Linked DNA regions of Rattus norvegicus: region 2 is linked to region 1. The links are chromatin contacts, called in public Hi-C maps. All regions are on one chromosome and are shown on one strand. The core of a region is the stretch at or near the end of the contact, and the rest is flanking DNA. Distances in the headings are between cores, read along the strand shown. Region 1 overlaps Slx9 (SLX9 ribosome biogenesis factor). Region 2 overlaps LOC120098928 (a long non-coding RNA gene).

Evidence for each region. Hi-C and Micro-C count contacts between places; a contact is called where the count stands out from the background.
Region 2: a contact with region 1 is called in a Hi-C map of liver, with 2.9 times the contacts expected there. The contact joins two enhancer-like sites. A contact is called at or near these places in 3 of 12 Hi-C or Micro-C datasets (hepatocytes, kidney and liver).

Annotation. Positions count from the first base shown.
Region 1 is chr20:11,122,102-11,126,050 of GRCr8, reverse strand. The region is part of intron 2 of Slx9 (SLX9 ribosome biogenesis factor); the gene reads right to left. Among named protein-coding and RNA genes, the nearest start is that of Slx9, 9.9 kb to the right of the region's middle. Within about 2 kb of position 2,205, at least 44 of the 93 cell types and tissues checked have an H3K27ac peak or open chromatin away from gene starts, as enhancers often do. A contact at or near this core is called in liver, where this site is marked.
Region 2 is chr20:11,186,255-11,190,003 of GRCr8, reverse strand. It overlaps LOC120098928 (a long non-coding RNA gene), which reads right to left. Exons shown (of 3, transcript XR_005497707.2): 3 at 3,704-3,749. Among named protein-coding and RNA genes, the nearest start is that of Adarb1, 34 kb to the left of the region's middle. Within about 2 kb of position 1,968, at least 23 of the 93 cell types and tissues checked have an H3K27ac peak or open chromatin away from gene starts, as enhancers often do. A contact at or near this core is called in liver, where this site is marked.

The DNA of each region.
Region 1 (3,949 bases), core at 956-3,455:
GATTACAAAAACTAATAAAGTATTCTCTAAATAAAAAAAAAAAAAAAAAAAAAAAGAGAACACAAGTGGAGATATATCTGCACCAGGAGCCAGATGACATGGTCCCTCTTCTCAAAGGAAAAAACCCAAGGCTACCACTGCATGCTCTGTGGGAACATCAGTTGGACCTGTCCAATTTAACCAGAAGTTGACTGACTATGGGGCATAGACAACCGGGGCTGTGTGAGCAGAAAGCACTGACGACACAGATGGGCTGGCTCTGAGGGGGCCGGGACAATGCTAGCTAGGCTTCTTTTCTCTAAGGATGGCCTCAGCCCAGTCCTAGGACAGCTGGAGTCAGCTAGGGACACTGCCCAGCCAGAGCAGCAGCCCTGCCCTAAGCATGGAACTGAGGAACTACGAGGCAGGAAGAGGAGCCCCTCACTGGTTACTGGGCATTGGGCGGCTGGGTGGGGATCAGGTCACTGGAATCTCTGCTGCTAGTCTGTCCCACAGCGACACAAAGATGGTCCATGCCCTTGGCCTTAACTGCCTTTCCCAGGGCTGACATGGTTTTAGCCACAGAGAGAACATGGTTTTAGCTTCCAAGAACATCTGTAGAAAACAGTCTCCTGCCATTTCAAACATTTAGATGTTCCTGGACTGTGCAATGGAGAACCTGTGTGTTTAAGGATAAACAAGGCAGAAGCAAGTCCTGTGAGGAGAAGCTGGAGATCCTGGTAAGCTAGCCCAGCCTTTGTTCAGGGAGCGGGCACAAAGCCTCGGCAGCTGGTGACGCAGTTAGGGTCACGGTGCTGGGGTCTGGTGCCCATGCTTCTAGCCTGGGGCTGCACAGCTTGGGCCTGGCTGGGGTAAGAGGGCCCAGGGCTCAGTAGCTACTCCTCCAGCTGGTCCAACAGACGGAGCATCCAATGCACTCCACTGCACTCCAGTGCATACCTAGGCAGATGTCACATGACTAGAAGCAATGTCAAACCACAAGTGAGGTGACAACGGGCCTAAGTGTGGGATGTCAGGCTGGGGTGGGACTTGGGGATTTTCTGAGGTGCATGGAAACTTGTAAGAAAAATGGGCCTGGCACAGCCAAGACAGTTTGGGGGCAGCATGGGGGGGGGAGGCCACACAGAAGTACCCAATGGTAGGACATCCCAGGGGACAGGAAGTAATTCTCTCCAGATGATTCTCTCAACTTTTGGTAACTCTGCAATTACTCCAAAGTAAAAATAACACCAAGGTCAGTGGAGACCAGCTCTAGCAATAACATACCCAGCACCACACAGAAGGATTTCGGAACGAGCTAACTGAGAACGCTAGCTAGAATGTGACCTTTTTAGCCCTCCGTCGCTCCAGAGACAGAACCGAACAGGCTGTTCTTGCAGATGCAAAGGGTTTGGAATGCTGAGGTCATGCAGAAGCTGAGCCCTGACACAGCCCTCGGATCCCGCTTGCCTGGCACTGCATTCACCCTCACTTCACTGGACTCTGCACAGGCTGACTGACGGTTACTCCCTGTGGGCAGAAAGACAGGCCCAGAAGCAGGCAGTAACCAGACAGGCATGGAGAACCTCCATGATGGTGACAGGGATGCTGGAGACCAGAGCAGGCCTGTGCTGGCTGGAGTAGGTACACAGAATGAGCTGTGGCTGCTGCCCAAACAAAGGGAGCTTCCCAGGAGCCACTGTGACAGAACAGCAGCCCAGCCCTAGCTGGGGGACAATGGAGCTCTGAAGTGCTGCTGCTTCCAGCTTCTCCCTGACTACCAGTTGTCGCAGCATTGGCCGAGGCCCTCGTCCTATGAAGGAAGGAGACAGGGCCCAGCAAGCATGTCTGAGGCCTGACAGTAGCAACTGCTGTACTGGGGCAGGACCTCTCAGCCCCAGCTTCTTTTTTTTTTTTTTTTTTTTTTTTTTTTTGGTTCTTTTTTTCGGAGCTGGGGACCGAACCCAGGGCCTTGTGCTTCCTAGGTAAGTGCTCTACCACTGAGCTAAATCCCCAGCCCCGCCCCAGCTTCTTTACCAGAGAACTGGAACCTGGAACGGGTGCTGAGCCTGAGGGAGCAAAACGTTTAAAAGAAAACGTGCAACAAAGCAAGACCTAAGCCAACTGCCACAGAGCAAGCAAGGCTACTGGACAGACAGGAAGGGCGAGAACAGCAGTGACCTTAGCCCTGCACTGGGATTTCCCAGCACCAGAGAGAGATGGAGATGTCACCACCAGGCCTCTGGGGAAGCTCAGTAGCCACAGCAACGAGGGACAGGGGCAAGCATTCTGTGTTGGTCAGCTTTTCAGTACTATGACAACATAGCTCGGATAAGCAGTGCTGGAGAGGCCGGGGCAAGACTGCTGTGAGTTCAAGGTCAGTGTGCACCAGGGTGAGACTCTGTTTCAGGAAAAAAGCAAGTGGGCTGGAGAGGTCAGGCAGCCTCAGTGCTGGCAGTTCAAGCTGCAGTGTTTGAACCCTGGACCAGCAGACGGCAGCAGTCAACTCTCTCACGTTGCCGTGTGACCTCCAGATACATGAGGCAGCTCGTGTGCTTGCACCTGTGCACGTGTACATATGTGTGCTGTACATAGACTGGCAATAAGACACGAAGTTAAGCGTAAACGGGAGAAAGGGTGAGGACTGTCTAATGAGGATAAGGAGGTGGGAGGAACGACCTAACCCCCTAAACACAGGCCACGCCTTCCCCTTCCACTCAAGGCCTGGAGCCCGGACTGCAGAAAGGAGAGTGAGTTGAACTCAAATATCCACCCCTCTCTGCTTCCTGGCTGTGGGCAGAGGCAGTGGCTCAGGAAGGCACCTGGGTACCAGTGAGTGGGCCAGGAGAACCCTACAAAGTCCCTGGGGTTGCCAAGGCCCTAAAACGATGGCATCTCCCTGTGGAGTCTGGGAAATACACAGGACAGGGGTATCCGACGGGAGGCAGCCAGGTCAAAGGTCAAGGTCATAGGAAAGGATCTGCTAACTGAACGGTGACATCTGCACATAGCACATACAAGCAAGCCTTTCTACTTCTTGTACAATCCCCTCACAGCCCCCATTTTATCTCAAAACCTACAGCTGCCCTCTAGCCCAGCTGCTGATGGATGACGTAGCGAGGAGCCGAGAGCCTCAGTGGGACACTGCCAGTCAAGCTCCTCGAACAGCAGAAATATGCTGAGGACCCAAAATAGCCCAGCCACTTGGTCCACAGTACATGCTCAGGTGACACCCACTCCTGCCTGTCCTCCTCAGGCCAACGAGTGTCCCAAACACCCCAAGCAGGGAACAGATGCCCCTAGACAGCTAAACAGCCTTCAATATCCTGGTGGTAGGCATGAGGTCACCTCCCTTGGAGGTCCCCAGCAGCTGGGGACAACCTGTAAGGACAGAAGAGCTCCTGAGTCTTCTGGTCGCAAACAAGAGCGTATGAGGAGAAATGACGTCTCTTTGAAGCTACCTGTCACCAGGTGAAATGGCCTGGGACAAAGCAGTGAGGACTCTCTGAGTACCCAAGGCTAAAGGACCAGGTGGGTCCTGAGAGCAAATGGGCGTGTGGCTCTGAATAGACCAGGGAACACGCATAAGGCCCCACGTGAACATGGTGGACAGTTAACATAACATCACATACAGGAGTCACACTGAACCAGGCTCAGCAGGTCACCAAGGCAGGGTCCTAATGATGCTTATCCCTTACTTTTCATACAACTCTTAAGTAGAGGCTGGACCCTAATGGTCAAGCCTCTGCTACAGGGTTGGCTCCATACTTACAGAGCCAAGGCCAGGCCTCTAGTGGGGCAGGGAGGAGCCATATCCAATTATAGCATGCCAGGACCCCAGGAGCCCTATCCACTAGATCCTGTTTCCTGGGGTCTACGGATACAGGTTCCATAGCAGTCCCAGCCTGACCGCCAGCACAGAAGGGCAATCCCTACTGGGTGGAAGTGGGCACTCAACACGGCCCACCAC
Region 2 (3,749 bases), core at 719-3,218, 64 kb before region 1:
AGTCTGCCTCACTGGAACAGTCATTGCTCCCTGTGGTTTTCCATTCCCCTAACTGTCTCACCACAGCACTTCTGCTTGCCCCAGAGCCCTGGTCCCGGGGTCTGCATTCCAGGTTCCTGCCTGGGTATTGCAACTTTGTTAAATATGGGTTATAGCAAATCTAGTCACAAACGTTGTCACCTTTGATCAATCACTGTCTCTCTCTGCTTCGTGTGGACTTTGGATTGTGGGGAGAGACAGAGAGCCCCCAGAAGCTGGGGAAAGCCTCCATTGCTGGCCTAGTCAGTTCACCTCTTGGACAGCAGCCCCTGTACAGCCAGTCCCTGGGATCTAAAGTGTAGCTGTCCCCTCCGGGTCAATGGGACCATCATCTTCTTGAAGCAGGGCAGCTGTGATCACCAGCATGTGACCCCACAGGATAGTGTGTAGTAATGTTCTCTTGTGGACGGAGGAGGGAGGCTCACCATTGGGGCTCACATTCCTCAGCAGGTCTTCACAGGGCCCTTCCTCTCCCCAGATCGCAGTCACCATATAAGAGGAGACAATGGAGCTGGAGAGGTGGCTCAGCATTATTAAGAACACCGACTGCTCTTCCAGAGGTCCTGAGTTCAAATCCCAGCAACCACATGGTGGCTCACATCCATCTGATTCTCTCTTCTGATGTGTCCGAAGACAGTGACAATGTACCCACATACGTGGAATGAATAAATCTTTGAAAAAAAAAAAAGAGTAGACAATGGACAATGGATTAGGGTGGGGGCTATACCCCTTGTGTAGCTAGCTCCTCACTCCTCTGCTCCTGTAAATAACCCCAATAAACTCACTGGCTCGCCCAGCTGGGCTCAGTAGAATCCTGCCTTTGGTGCGTTGGTGTGGCCTCTCTAGCTGGTGAGCAGACAGGTCTTTACAACTTCCCTGAAGAGTCGTGCCGCCAGCAAGAACTTCTCGCATGTTGCTCAGCGGTGCAAGTCCCACCCAGAGAACAGCCTGCCCTTTGTCACACTTGCTATCCCATGTGTGCGCTATCAGCACCGCACAGCAGACGCCCACCTCAGCCGCTGTGGCTTCCTGCACTATATCTGGATGACGTGGTACTGTGAGGACGCCTGGGGCTGTGGGAACCAGGCAGCATCGGGCGAGTTCACAATCCCTGGAAGCCCAGGGCTTGGGCCGTTCTCAGCTCTCTTTCTCTTTGAGTGTGTTATTTGGGGCAGGCGTGTGAGTTAACGGCAGATTCTCACCCTGAAGCCACAGCATTTCTAGAAGGAAGGTGGCCTCAGTCACAGGGTAGGGTCATGGCACGGAGCTCCCAGCATTTCTGAGATTCCAAACTGACTGTGGCCAGAGGCTGCCCCATCTCCTGTGATTTTGTTATTTTTTCTCTTTTTCTTCCCAAAAATGGCCCAGAGGAGCAGACCAAAAAAAAAAAAAAAAAAAACCCTTCCAACATTTTATGTCTGAGCTGGTTTTGATTTGTCTGTGGGCAGAGCGGGCGAAGCTGAGGAGGGGATGTTGTTAAGGTGGCAAGTGCAGAATTTGTCGCCTCGCATAAACTCAAATACTAGAGTAGCTCTGTTAAACTGTGAAACATGAATCTCTCTCCAGGCTGGGAATAAACATCTGCAGGGCACAAACCCCAATCCCCAACAGCCACACCCTTGAAACAGGGGCCTTGCAATGCCTGGGCCAGGAGTGCGCACACACACACAAGTGAACATCAGGACACTTTGCAGAAGCCCTGGCTGGCTGGCAGGCTGGCTACACCTAGGCTTCCCTAGGACCCTGACAGCTGTGCCTCTGAGGCTTAGGTGAGCCCCTGGAGCCAGTGCCCACCTGCCCCAAGCTGCGAATCCCAGGCGTCCTGCTCCGAGACATCTGCTACTTCCCTTCTGTGTGTAGCTGCAGGGTTGCTTTCTCCCTGTTATATAAGCCACGACTCTTGTGGGGACAGTGCCTCTGGCGGCTGCTGCAGATACCGTAGGTCAGGGTTCACAGGCTACCAAGACTAACCAGTGACCATAGTGGAACTGCCCCCGCCCAGTGACCCAGCCAGCTGGGTAAAGAACAAGATTGAAATCTCTCAGGCCTAAGGAATGTCTTTTCTCATCGTGAAAGTTGGCCTGAGCTCTGGGGTCTCCTGGTGGACTGGCCTGAGCTGGCCTCTTCCTGGGTCATGGTCATATTTGTTCTCCCATCTCCAGGCCCTAGCCTGTCTCTCCCAACTTACACTGCTGACTGAACCCAAGGCCCAACCACTGAGCTACTTCCTCAGGTCTCTCCTCCTTCTGTTCCTATTTTACAGCTGAGTCTCACTAGATTGACCAGAGCCGTCTGTTATCAGGTGTGAGGTGTCTCTTTTTTTTTTTTTTTTTTTTCCGGAGCTGGGGACCGAACCCAGGGCCTTGTGCCTCCTAGGCAAGTGCTCTACCACTGAGCTAAATCCCCAACGTGAGGCGTCTCTTAAGAACCACCATATTGTGTGCCCTGTGTACCTCTCCTGGGCTTTCTACTCTGCAGAAACTCTCTGGCCCTCCCATTGGATCCTGCTGCTTTGTGACACATTCTAGAACCTCTTTTCAGACCCCCTCAGCTGCTCCATGAACTCATTTCCCAGTGGTTTCCCCCCTTGTTCCCTTGTCCCCTTGGTCTAGAGCATCAGACAGGTGCTTCAGTTTCCAGATGGTGAGGCCTAAACATCTGCTTCCTCTTTGTCGTTGATTTTGATCCTTGGCGGGGGTGGGGGAAATAAGGGGACTATCCTAGCCAGCCAAGTACATAGGAACTCCAGACCCCAGTCCCAGGCTCTGGGATGGTTCTGCCTTCCATCTCCTACCCTCCCTGAGCCCCCTAGACCATCCATGGGGATTCCAGACCTCTGTTTCCCTGAATTCAGATGGCTCTGGTTCCCCCATCCTGCTCTCCCTGAGGACCCGGAGTGAGGATGGCTCTCCCCTCCCTCTCCTCTCCTCCCCTCCTCGACTGCCCCTCTCCTGCTGTCTGATCACCCGTCCTCCCAGAGCCCCTGAGCTGTAGCATTCCTCTTGCACTTTAAGGATCAACCATTTACATTCTTCACTTCCTCAAGCAGAACAGACCACAGGCTGGCTTGCTTCAGGCCTGGGCTGTGGGCAGTAGCGAAAAGGCCCAAGAACGGTGCCAAGTTCTGTGGCCAGGAGATGAAATGCAGCCTCCGTCTTGCACAGGCTGCTGGCGTTTGTAGCCTGAGTGGGGCCAAGACCTGGACCCCTTTCTTATGCAGTCACTCCTGATGAGGTTGTGTCCACAGGTTGAGGCAGACCAGACACACTGGCTGACATGCCTGAGACCCACCCGTGAAAGTCAAGAGCAGAGGTCACTTCACACTTGGTTTGATCTTGCTGCATGTGCACCTACCCCGTGCCTCTCCTGGAACTCTTGTTTGGCTCACAGGACAAAAGTGTTATGTAACTTCCGGTTTCTCCAATCGGTGCAGAAAATGGACGTGCAACCAAATGAGGAAGAGAAGCCAGGCCCAGGCTCCTTCCCCCATGCTGTGGTGCAGACTGTGGCCTTCCTTCCCTTCCCTTCACCAGAGAATTCACCTAGGGCAGGGTTCTCCCCTTTCCTGGTATGTAAAACCTCCTGAGATAGGGCTCCATTCTTAGCTGACGGCAGTACTCAGGCCTAGTACTGCCTAGATGGTCCACCTGATGTGTTATTTACTTGTTGGGATTAGAACATAATTGCATCATTTCCCTGTAGACATATAT